3 separate regions of the Sus scrofa genome follow, and all the other regions are linked to region 2. A link is a contact called in public HiChIP or PLAC-seq and promoter capture Hi-C data. All regions are on one chromosome and are shown on one strand. Each heading gives the region's core, a stretch centred on a gene start, on an enhancer-like site or on the middle of the called end of the contact. The rest is flanking DNA. Distances are from core to core; before and after follow the strand shown. Region 1 has its middle 37 kb from the start of FBXO32. Region 2 holds the start of FAM91A1 (protein FAM91A1). Region 3 holds the start of FBXO32 (F-box protein 32).

Region 1 (2,700 bases), core at 34-2,533, 250 kb after region 2:
TAAATGGCTACTATACGCGAGACTCTGTGCAAGGCACTGGGCACAGGATGATGAATAAGACAGATGGGGTCCCTGCACCTTAATGGAATTGAGATTATAGAGAGAAAGAAAAAAAAAAAGTAGGGGACAAATTTAAGTTGTAGTAAGTGCTAAGAAGGGAACAGACATAGGACTGAGCTACATAATAACAAGGTGGGGCAGGGGGCTCTCTGAAGAAGTGATGTTGAAAAATGAGAAGGAGCTGGCCTCAGAAGACGAGAGCATGGGCATTTCAGAAAAAGGAAACGGAAGTTCCCATCGTGGCTCAGTGGTTAACAAACCTGACTAGCATACATGAGGACGTGGGTTCAATCCCTGGTCTCGCTCAGTGGGTTGAGGATCCTGTGTTGCCGTGAGCTGTGGTGTAGGTTGCAGACGCCGCTCAGATCCTGCATTGCTGAGGCTGTGGTGTAGGCCAGCGGCTATAGCTCCAAATGGACCCCTAGCCTGGGAACCTCCACATGCCACGAGCACGGCCCTAAAAAGACGGAAGGAAGGAAGAAAGGAAGGAAGGAAGAAAGAAAGAAAGAAAAAAGAAAGAGAAGAAAGAGGAAAGGGCTTGTGCAAGGTTCAGATCAGGGCCCTGTCACTTAAGGTAACTTTGTCACCTTACTTGACTCTTCTCTGTCTCAATTCCCTCGACTCTGTTGATAATATATCTATTTCTTATGGCTGTGAGGGTTAAGTGAGCTAATACACATACACTGCTTGGAGCCAGGCACATAATACGAGTTCAATAAATGGTAACAATTACGATTCCCTGAGCAACGGGAGCCTGAGAGTCATGTTAGGAATCACACTGTGTTCCCAGAGGGGTATGATCTGCTCAGGTGGGTGACTGACTTACGTGACACACATTTACTCTGGAACATGCCCTGATCCTGCCACTAATTCTCCATCAGAAAATGACATCGGAGGCACCTGAGAATAATTACAGATTTTTTTTTTTTAACTCCCAGAAGGATCACAGAATCTCATCATCCCTAAACATCCCATGCCTTCTTTGCTCAGGCTGTTCCACCTAGCTAGAATGTCCTTCCCCTGCCTCTCCATCTAGGAAGCACCTATTGTTCCTTAGGGCCACCTCCTGGCTGAAGGTTTCTCCAAGGGAGTAAATTTCATCTTCAGTAACACTTTTTGCATATGAACTTTGTTACACTGCAATCATATTTGTACCCAGCACAGGGCCTGGGTTGACTGAATGAACAAACACACACATAATTCATAAAATGCTTTAGCAAGTTTCACTTAGGACCACTTGCTTACCCTGGACTAGAAGAAGAATCAGCCCGGGGTTAATGTTCATAGAACTATTTATAGCTTCTCAGTTAAAAATTAATGGCAGTTGAAAAAGTAACAAATGTGGAGACCTCGTGTTCACTAAAGTTTCTTTTAAGTTCAACTAAATCTCTCTTAGTAAATTTTCATACAAAATAAAAGGGCCTTTTATTACTGTTTGATAAACTCAAATTGAACAGACTAAACAAGTCCCTTTGACAAACAATAAAAATTCCTTTAAACATTTTAAAGCTGCAATTATAACTCTCATCCATTTGCTTTTTTTTTATAAGCACTTCCAATACCTGCTCGGAGAAGCTTCAATCCTAATAAGCAAAACATTTCCATGTGAATTAATAACTCATACATTAAGTAAATTAAACAAAAATATATCTCAAATACTCTAAAAAATAAACTCTAACATTGTTAAAAGTGAGTGAAATTATTACACCTTTCCATTAATAATCATATCCTACACAAATAGCTCACTTTAAATAGAAATCATAAGGCTACTATGGTGGGCACAATAATGGTTCCCCAAAGAGCCGAGGAATGACAGCAGGTTTATAATCCAGAAAAGGCAAGGAAACAGTCCTCCCCTAGAGCCTACAGAAGGAACCCCCGCCTGAACCTTGACCTTGGCCCAGTGAGACCTGTGTCAGACTGCTGACCTTCTGATGAATTTGTGGTAATTTTTTACAGCCCTACAGGAAGCTAAGACAATGAATCTGACAGTTACTCTAGCTCTGCCCCTTCAGACAAATCCCCAATGACCCTCCTGCTGCAGGTTCCCACGCTGAGCAAGGAGGATCTGTCTGCAAATGAAAGGCAGAGCCTAATTCAGCAGCAAGAGTTATTGTGGTCACCTGGACATGTGGACCTGCAAAAGCTGGACAGGAGGGCTCCGCCTATCAGAGAGTTGCCTCCCTTCTGCTCTACCCAGGCATCACTGAAGCTGACACCCATCACGTTTCTGCCCAAGAAGCATCACAGAGAATCAGCCTTGCAAATTCTCGCCAATAAGCCATGTTAATGAAGCAGCAGTGTCCTGGGCACCGGAGCAGCCGTGCAGAAGTGTGAGCTCAACCCTCGCTCTCAGAGAACCTTCCTGACCTGGTCCCCAGGTGGGCAAGAAAGTAGGTATCAACCACAACATGTGATCCAAACTTCCAAGTGCCCTAGTGAAGGACAGAGTACCCGAGAGATTCAGGGAGGAAGAACTGCGTTTGTGCTTCTGAGAAGAACAGTGCAGGATGAGACACAAGCCTACCATCTACTCTCCCTGTACCAGGATGAACAGGCTCCTCTGAGATCTGCACGTCAGGGACTGTGGCTTCATAGCCAGAGACCAACACTCACCACCCAAGCCCATCTGGTGATGTC
Region 2 (2,896 bases), core at 362-2,861:
TCAATGTATCTTTCCACTTTCTTGTGCTTTTGATTCCTTAAAGTCAAAGCATCTTCTCTGCCACAAGATGCATCACCAGAAACTTAAATTATTCAGTTTTTGGAATTAAAACCCCACGCTGGGAGAGGACACAAAGTAATAATTTTACACCATCATCACCACCACCCCCAGGACCCAGCACCAATGAAAAACAGAATTTCACTCTCAATCAAGTAGAATGGCAGGAACTTGAGGGTCAATCTTTGACCGGAGAACAATGCCTTCCATAAAGTACATAACACTCCCGTCATTAGATTGACCACCACCTGCTATATTACGTGTATTATTCAGTTACTTGTTTACTGTCCTCTTTCCTTACTAAAACGTAAGCTCCAGGAAGAGGGGGTTTCCTCTTGTCTACTGCTGCAAATTACCCTCACCTAAAACAAGGCATAGTACATAGTAGGTGTTCAATAAACATCTGTAAAACAATGGAGGAAAAAACGCGACACTCAAGTATTTGAGAATTACCTCTCAGACAAAAGCCTTTTGTCATTCTCTTCTTGAAAGATCTCTAATAAACCCATCCTGTTGAGAGGATTAAGTCCAACAAAACAAAATACAAAAGTCTTTCAAAATCTGGCCCTGACTGCCACCACCCCCACTCACGAAGCCCCACCTCCAAACAAATCAATACAGCTACACCTCCAGGCTCGGTGGTAGGAAGTCGCTCACTACTCTCTCAAAACACGCTCTCACTCGTCCGCGCTTTTTAAAATGACATTCCCTCTCCCTGGAAAATCTTCCAAGTCTCTTATCTAGCCATCTCTTCTTCGTCCTTTAAGGCCCAATTTAAATGCCTCCTCTACACATCCTCTTGACACTCCCTGGACAATGTGACTTCCTCCTCTGTGCGTTCGCATATACACTTATGCAGTTTCGTGTAAGCTGCTATCACTCTGTAAATGTATTCATTTATTTCTAGACCCTTTCCCAACATCCCGAAATTCTGGAGGTCAAGGGCCGTGCTTTAATTAGCTTAAAGGTGCCTAGCCCAGTGCCTGGCTGAACCGAGAGTGCGTGCAAAGTCGCGAAGCCAGTCCAGTGGACACCATTCCATCCCATTTCGCAACGGCCCTATCCTGCCCCTGTGGCCCTGGGAGCGTCCCCTCCTCACCCCTGGGCTGCAGGTTAACCCTGGCGAGGGGAAGGCCAGGAATCAGCCTAGAGGCGCCAGCCACGGCCACGGGGCGCGGCGAGCAGATGCCGGCGAGGCGGGACCCCGGCCCCAGGTTCCATACCTGCCTCACGTTGGCCGGCAGCTTGCTCCACGGGTAGTTGTGCCGGATGTGGAACTCCACGTCTATGTTCATGATGCCGGGGGCCCGGGCGGGCGGCAGCGGCCGGGACCGCGGCTGGAAGGACGCCTCCCGCCTGCCCGCCCTCGGCCTCCCAGGAGCCCGCGGGAGGCCCCGCGCCTCAAACTGCGGACGGCCGGGGCTGCCCCATGGCCAGGGCTCCCGACGACTCGGCGCGGCCCGGGCCACGGGGCACGCGAGCAACGAAGAGAGGTGGCCAGAAGCCTCGGCGGCTCCAAGTTTCTTCCTAGTTTCAGCCCGCCGGAAATGGCTTCGAGGTGCGTCACTTCCGCCCGCCAGCGAGGGGCTGGGGGGCGGAGCCCGGGGTTCCAGCCCCGCCCCCTCCACACTGGGGTCTGGCCTGAGTAGATAGAGCCGCAAGGTGCTCAGGTATGGCTCGCCCACCCGCGCACTCCCTGTGCCTCTGTCAGTCTCTGGATGAATTAATTGGGCTTGCATTGTACCATTGCTGGATGACCGACTTGCCCTCAAATGTGAGCCCAGCAGCAGGCAGTTACAGGCGCTGGGGTGGGCTGCCCGAGAAGGAGAGACTTGGGAAGGGGGGGCCATAGCTAACTTAGAAGTGCGGGAGCTGTGGGCCCTAGCTCTCCATAGCCAACCCTGAACCGAGGCCGGGTGGGCAGGGCCCAGGCTCAGGAAGGAATGTTCAAGACAGAGCTTTACTCCCAGTAGAGGCGTAGGGCAGAGGTCTAATGACCCTTCACCTCCTGAAAGTTGCTGCATCTTGTGAAAGAGAAACGTTGCGCTCTAAGGTTCCCATTTAACCCCATTCTCCCCAACCCCTGAACACACACACACACTTTTGGCAGATCGAGTTTCACTCAACTAGTGTAAACTATCAGAATATAGAAGTCGTTACTATTCTGCATTATAACTCTTTGAAAATGTAGTCCTTTCATATATCTTTGTTTAAAGTGAATTTGCCCCAAGGATTCATTTTTCACAAAGGTACTTACACCATGAGTCTCCTGATTGGTTGGTTTCATTCATCTGAAATAAAGATATGAGAAGAAACTTCCATGGTCATATGTTTCAACACCAAGAAATATACCTATTGATCCATGAGGGCAGGCGTTACTCTCCTTCTTATGGTCATTATCCCAGTCGTAATCCATTCACCAGACCGCTTTCAAAAAGGGTTCTTCAAATCACCTGAAGATACCAATTCATGTGAAATACTTCTTTTTGTTACTCCAATTAATGTTATATGAGTTACAGGTTTGTATTGATAAATAAGTAAGTTTTCTGTTAAAAAGAAAAAAAAACAAAGGTTCAAATTCTTTAAGTGTAGGGATTCAGCTAAAATGTTAAACAGCTGGTGCTCACATGGGGAGGCCCTAAGGGAATCTAGGAGATAAAGATTCTTGGGCACAGCCTCTTGTTTCTGCTTCTGCTCCATGCTGCAACCTCCAGTCACTTTTTAATGGCAGATCAAGCCTGCTTTAATTTCAGTTCTAGTGAGAATGTCTTTGGGGACCCTTTCGTCCAGAATTTGTTACACTGGCTTAGCAAACCCATGATCATTGTTACTGGCAAGC
Region 3 (2,770 bases), core at 196-2,695, 210 kb after region 2:
TACGGGTGGTGAAGAAACTAGCCCTGTGACTCTAGGTAAGTCACTGGCTTAATCCTTCTCAGGGACTCTCAGTGCCCTCATCTGGAACATGGGACAGCTGCCACACTGGTCCTCCTGAGGCTTAGGTTAATAAGCTGAGGTCTATGAGGGCTTCAGACCCTGGGGCATCGCCTCCTCACTGTGGGCTTTTACAGTGTTTCGTTTAGTCCCCATCAGTCAGGCAGAGGGGCTTTCTAGGCCCTTCTCCCTAAACGGTCACCAAAACCAAAACAAAACTCCTGACCTATTTCCGGAGAAGGGCTTAAGAGCCCAGAGGACGCAGAACAGAAAAGGGTAGAGCGGTTCTTTGTAACAGAAGTCCAGTCCCCTAAGCCCTAGGCAGATAACCGGGCAGTCAGCGGGGCTGACACACCCCTAACCTGCTCCCTGACGTTATGGTGCCTACTCAGGCCCCGCAGATGCCAGTGCTGCTGGCTTAGGGTGTCCAGAGTGGGGTGGGGGACTGTCCCTGCTCTCCACTTCCACCGCTGGGACCAGCTGCCACCGAGCTTCCATCTTCTTCCTTCGCCACCCGGGAGACAGGCCTGCCTGACAGCAGACTCTGTAACAGTTCTGGGGCAGGGTGAGGTGGACGACTGTCCCGCCGCCCCACCCCCGCCTGGCGGTGTCCCCTCCTCCACCGGAGAGCGGGTTCTAGGTAGTGAGAGAGGCCAGGAGGCTGCGCCCCCGACCCCCTGCCGGGCTCCGGGCTCCGGGGGGCCGTGTCAGGCCCCCGCTTTGGCGGGGCTTGTCTGGACCCAGGGCTCGATTGTGACAGCTCAGGGTTGGGAGGAGAGCGGTCCCTTTTCCCCACCCCCGCGCCGAAGCGATCCACAAGCCAGTCGAGCCTCCTCCTCCCTGCACCTCGCCAGGCCAAGAGCTGCAGAAGGACGGTGTGCAGTTTCCCGAGCGCCCGGCCTCGCTCTCCCAGCTGCAGCAGCTGCCCTGGCGGGGGGGAGAAGGAGCGCGAGGGGCCAGGGGTGGAGGGGCAGTGGGCGCCCCGATCCGCAGCGCGGCTTCAAGTTTCCACCAGCGAGCGGTTGTGCAACAGCCAGAGGAGCAAGAGCCGCGGGCGCCTCGGAAAACAAGCCGAGCCCATAAACAAAGCCACGTGGCCTCCAGGCTGGGGGGGCCGGGCTAAGAGCAGGCGGCTCTTCCGGCAACAAAGAGCCGGGGCCAGCGGCCCGGGATAAATACAGCGGCCGGGACCTCAGCGCAGCACTCCAGCGAGCCCCGCGCGCCCGGCGACCCTCCACAGCACCCTTCGCGAGCGCAGGGACCCCGCTCCGCACCCCAGATCCCGCAGCCCTCCACACAGGTTCCCTGAAGCCGCTCCCTCACCGGCCCCAGCACCCCCGTCCGAGCATCCGCCCAGGGCGGCGCGTCCCCGAGGCCGCCCGGCCGGTCCTGTCCATCAGTCCGTCGCGTCCGTTTGCAGTGCCATGCCATTCCTCGGGCAGGACTGGCGGTCCCCCGGGCAGAGCTGGGTGAAGACAGCCGATGGCTGGAAGCGCTTCCTGGATGAGAAGAGTGGCAGCTTCGTGAGCGACCTCAGCAGGTGAGGGGATCGCCACCAACTTCAGCTACGCAAACACTCGGGCTGGTCTCCGGGAGTGGGTCGGTGAATGGGACGCAGGCAGAGCTGGAACAGGGTGAGAAGGGAGCCCCTGACTAGAAGGATGAGAGTGAATTGCCTGGGTTTCTGTAGAGGTCACCAGAGCACGGGATTCAGGGTATTTGGTTTCTTATTATTGTTCAAGGTCAGCGTCCCAAAGTGGGCATGACTCCTTCCAGAACCCCAGGTCCCTCTGAGAGTGTGACGATAAATGAGGCTCTTCTCCACAAACGCTCACAACTTCAGGGGTCCCCTGCCTTAAAAGACCCGTTGTCGTTCGCTTTGCGTGTGTGGGCGCCGGCGGTGAGCGGGCTGCGTGCCCTTCACCCTGGGGTGGCGCGGGACTCCCAGCACAAGTCTGGAGACGGGATTGGACACGGGGCCCGCCCAGAGCACCTCCAGGCTCTTCCCACGCAAAGGCGACCACAGAGTGGGCAGAGAGGATGAGTAACCAGGAAGGGGCGGCCAGATGGTCCCTGGGGCACCAGCGCTTTGCGGGCGGACTTTCGGAGCGATGGTAAAGACTCGAGGAGGCAGAGCTGCGGAGGAGGAAAGGGAGGCGGGGTATGAAACCCACACGAGCTCTCTGCTTCTGAGAGGACGAAGTCTTTGCACCTGTTTCCTCAGTGGCCCTTTTTGTCAGTTTTCTTTATATAGTGAGGGCACCCCCATTTCAAGGTATGCTTATCACCTGCAGAAAGCCCACCTGGAGCAGGTGAGCCTCTGGACTCAAGTCCCACCTGCCCTCTGTCAGTCGGGTGGAAAATCCAAAGTCCCCGGAGCCTGATGCTCTGCTTGGTTAATAACACAGAAGCCCTGATTAATGAGTTGGGTGCTCTGGAATCTGTCAGTCCAGGCCTCCAAGCTGCGCTTCCCAGTAGCTGCCATTTGATTCCCATGAGGAGGGCAATGGAAATGGGTCTAGAGGGGATCAGTGGCCTTGGGTGCCTTTTCCTAGGGCTTTTGGTTAAAACCACTGCTCCCCACCCTCAGCCCTTAAATTGACTTCAATGGAGAGAGTTCCCTAAGTGGGCCAGCTTCCCACTGAGAATGACCAGTGGTTGTTTGGCTGAGCCCTTGGCACTCAATTTTACCAAAACTATCAAGGAAAATATC

The links. Promoter capture Hi-C pulls out the DNA fragments that hold promoters and counts their contacts. HiChIP or PLAC-seq counts read pairs in DNA pulled down with a chosen protein or histone mark.
Region 1: a promoter capture Hi-C map of fetal liver shows a contact between it and region 2, with 3 times the contacts expected there. The contact joins the enhancer-like site here to the promoter of FAM91A1 in region 2. A contact is called at or near these places in 3 of 5 promoter capture datasets (fetal liver and liver), 7 of 47 Hi-C or Micro-C datasets (brain, embryonic fibroblasts, fetal liver and 3 more) and 1 of 2 datasets of contacts at active chromatin or transcription factors (alveolar macrophages).
Region 3: an H3K27ac HiChIP or PLAC-seq map of alveolar macrophages shows a contact between it and region 2. The contact joins the promoter of FBXO32 here to the promoter of FAM91A1 in region 2. A contact is called at or near these places in 1 of 5 promoter capture datasets (fetal liver), 2 of 47 Hi-C or Micro-C datasets (alveolar macrophages and embryonic fibroblasts) and 1 of 2 datasets of contacts at active chromatin or transcription factors (alveolar macrophages).

Annotation. Positions count from the first base shown.
Region 1 is chr4:15,931,233-15,933,932 of Sscrofa11.1, forward strand. No RefSeq gene overlaps it. Among named protein-coding and RNA genes, the nearest start is that of FBXO32, 37 kb to the left of the region's middle. Within about 2 kb of position 1,284, at least 7 of the 83 cell types and tissues checked have an H3K27ac peak or open chromatin away from gene starts, as enhancers often do. A contact at or near this core is called in fetal liver, where this site is marked.
Region 2 is chr4:15,680,215-15,683,110 of Sscrofa11.1, forward strand. It overlaps FAM91A1 (protein FAM91A1), which reads right to left and starts at 1,612. Exons shown (of 24, transcript XM_003354982.5): 1 at 1,281-1,612. The coding sequence starts at 1,352.
Region 3 is chr4:15,894,430-15,897,199 of Sscrofa11.1, forward strand. It overlaps FBXO32 (F-box protein 32), which reads left to right and starts at 1,446. Exons shown (of 9, transcript NM_001044588.1): 1 at 1,446-1,597. The coding sequence starts at 1,482.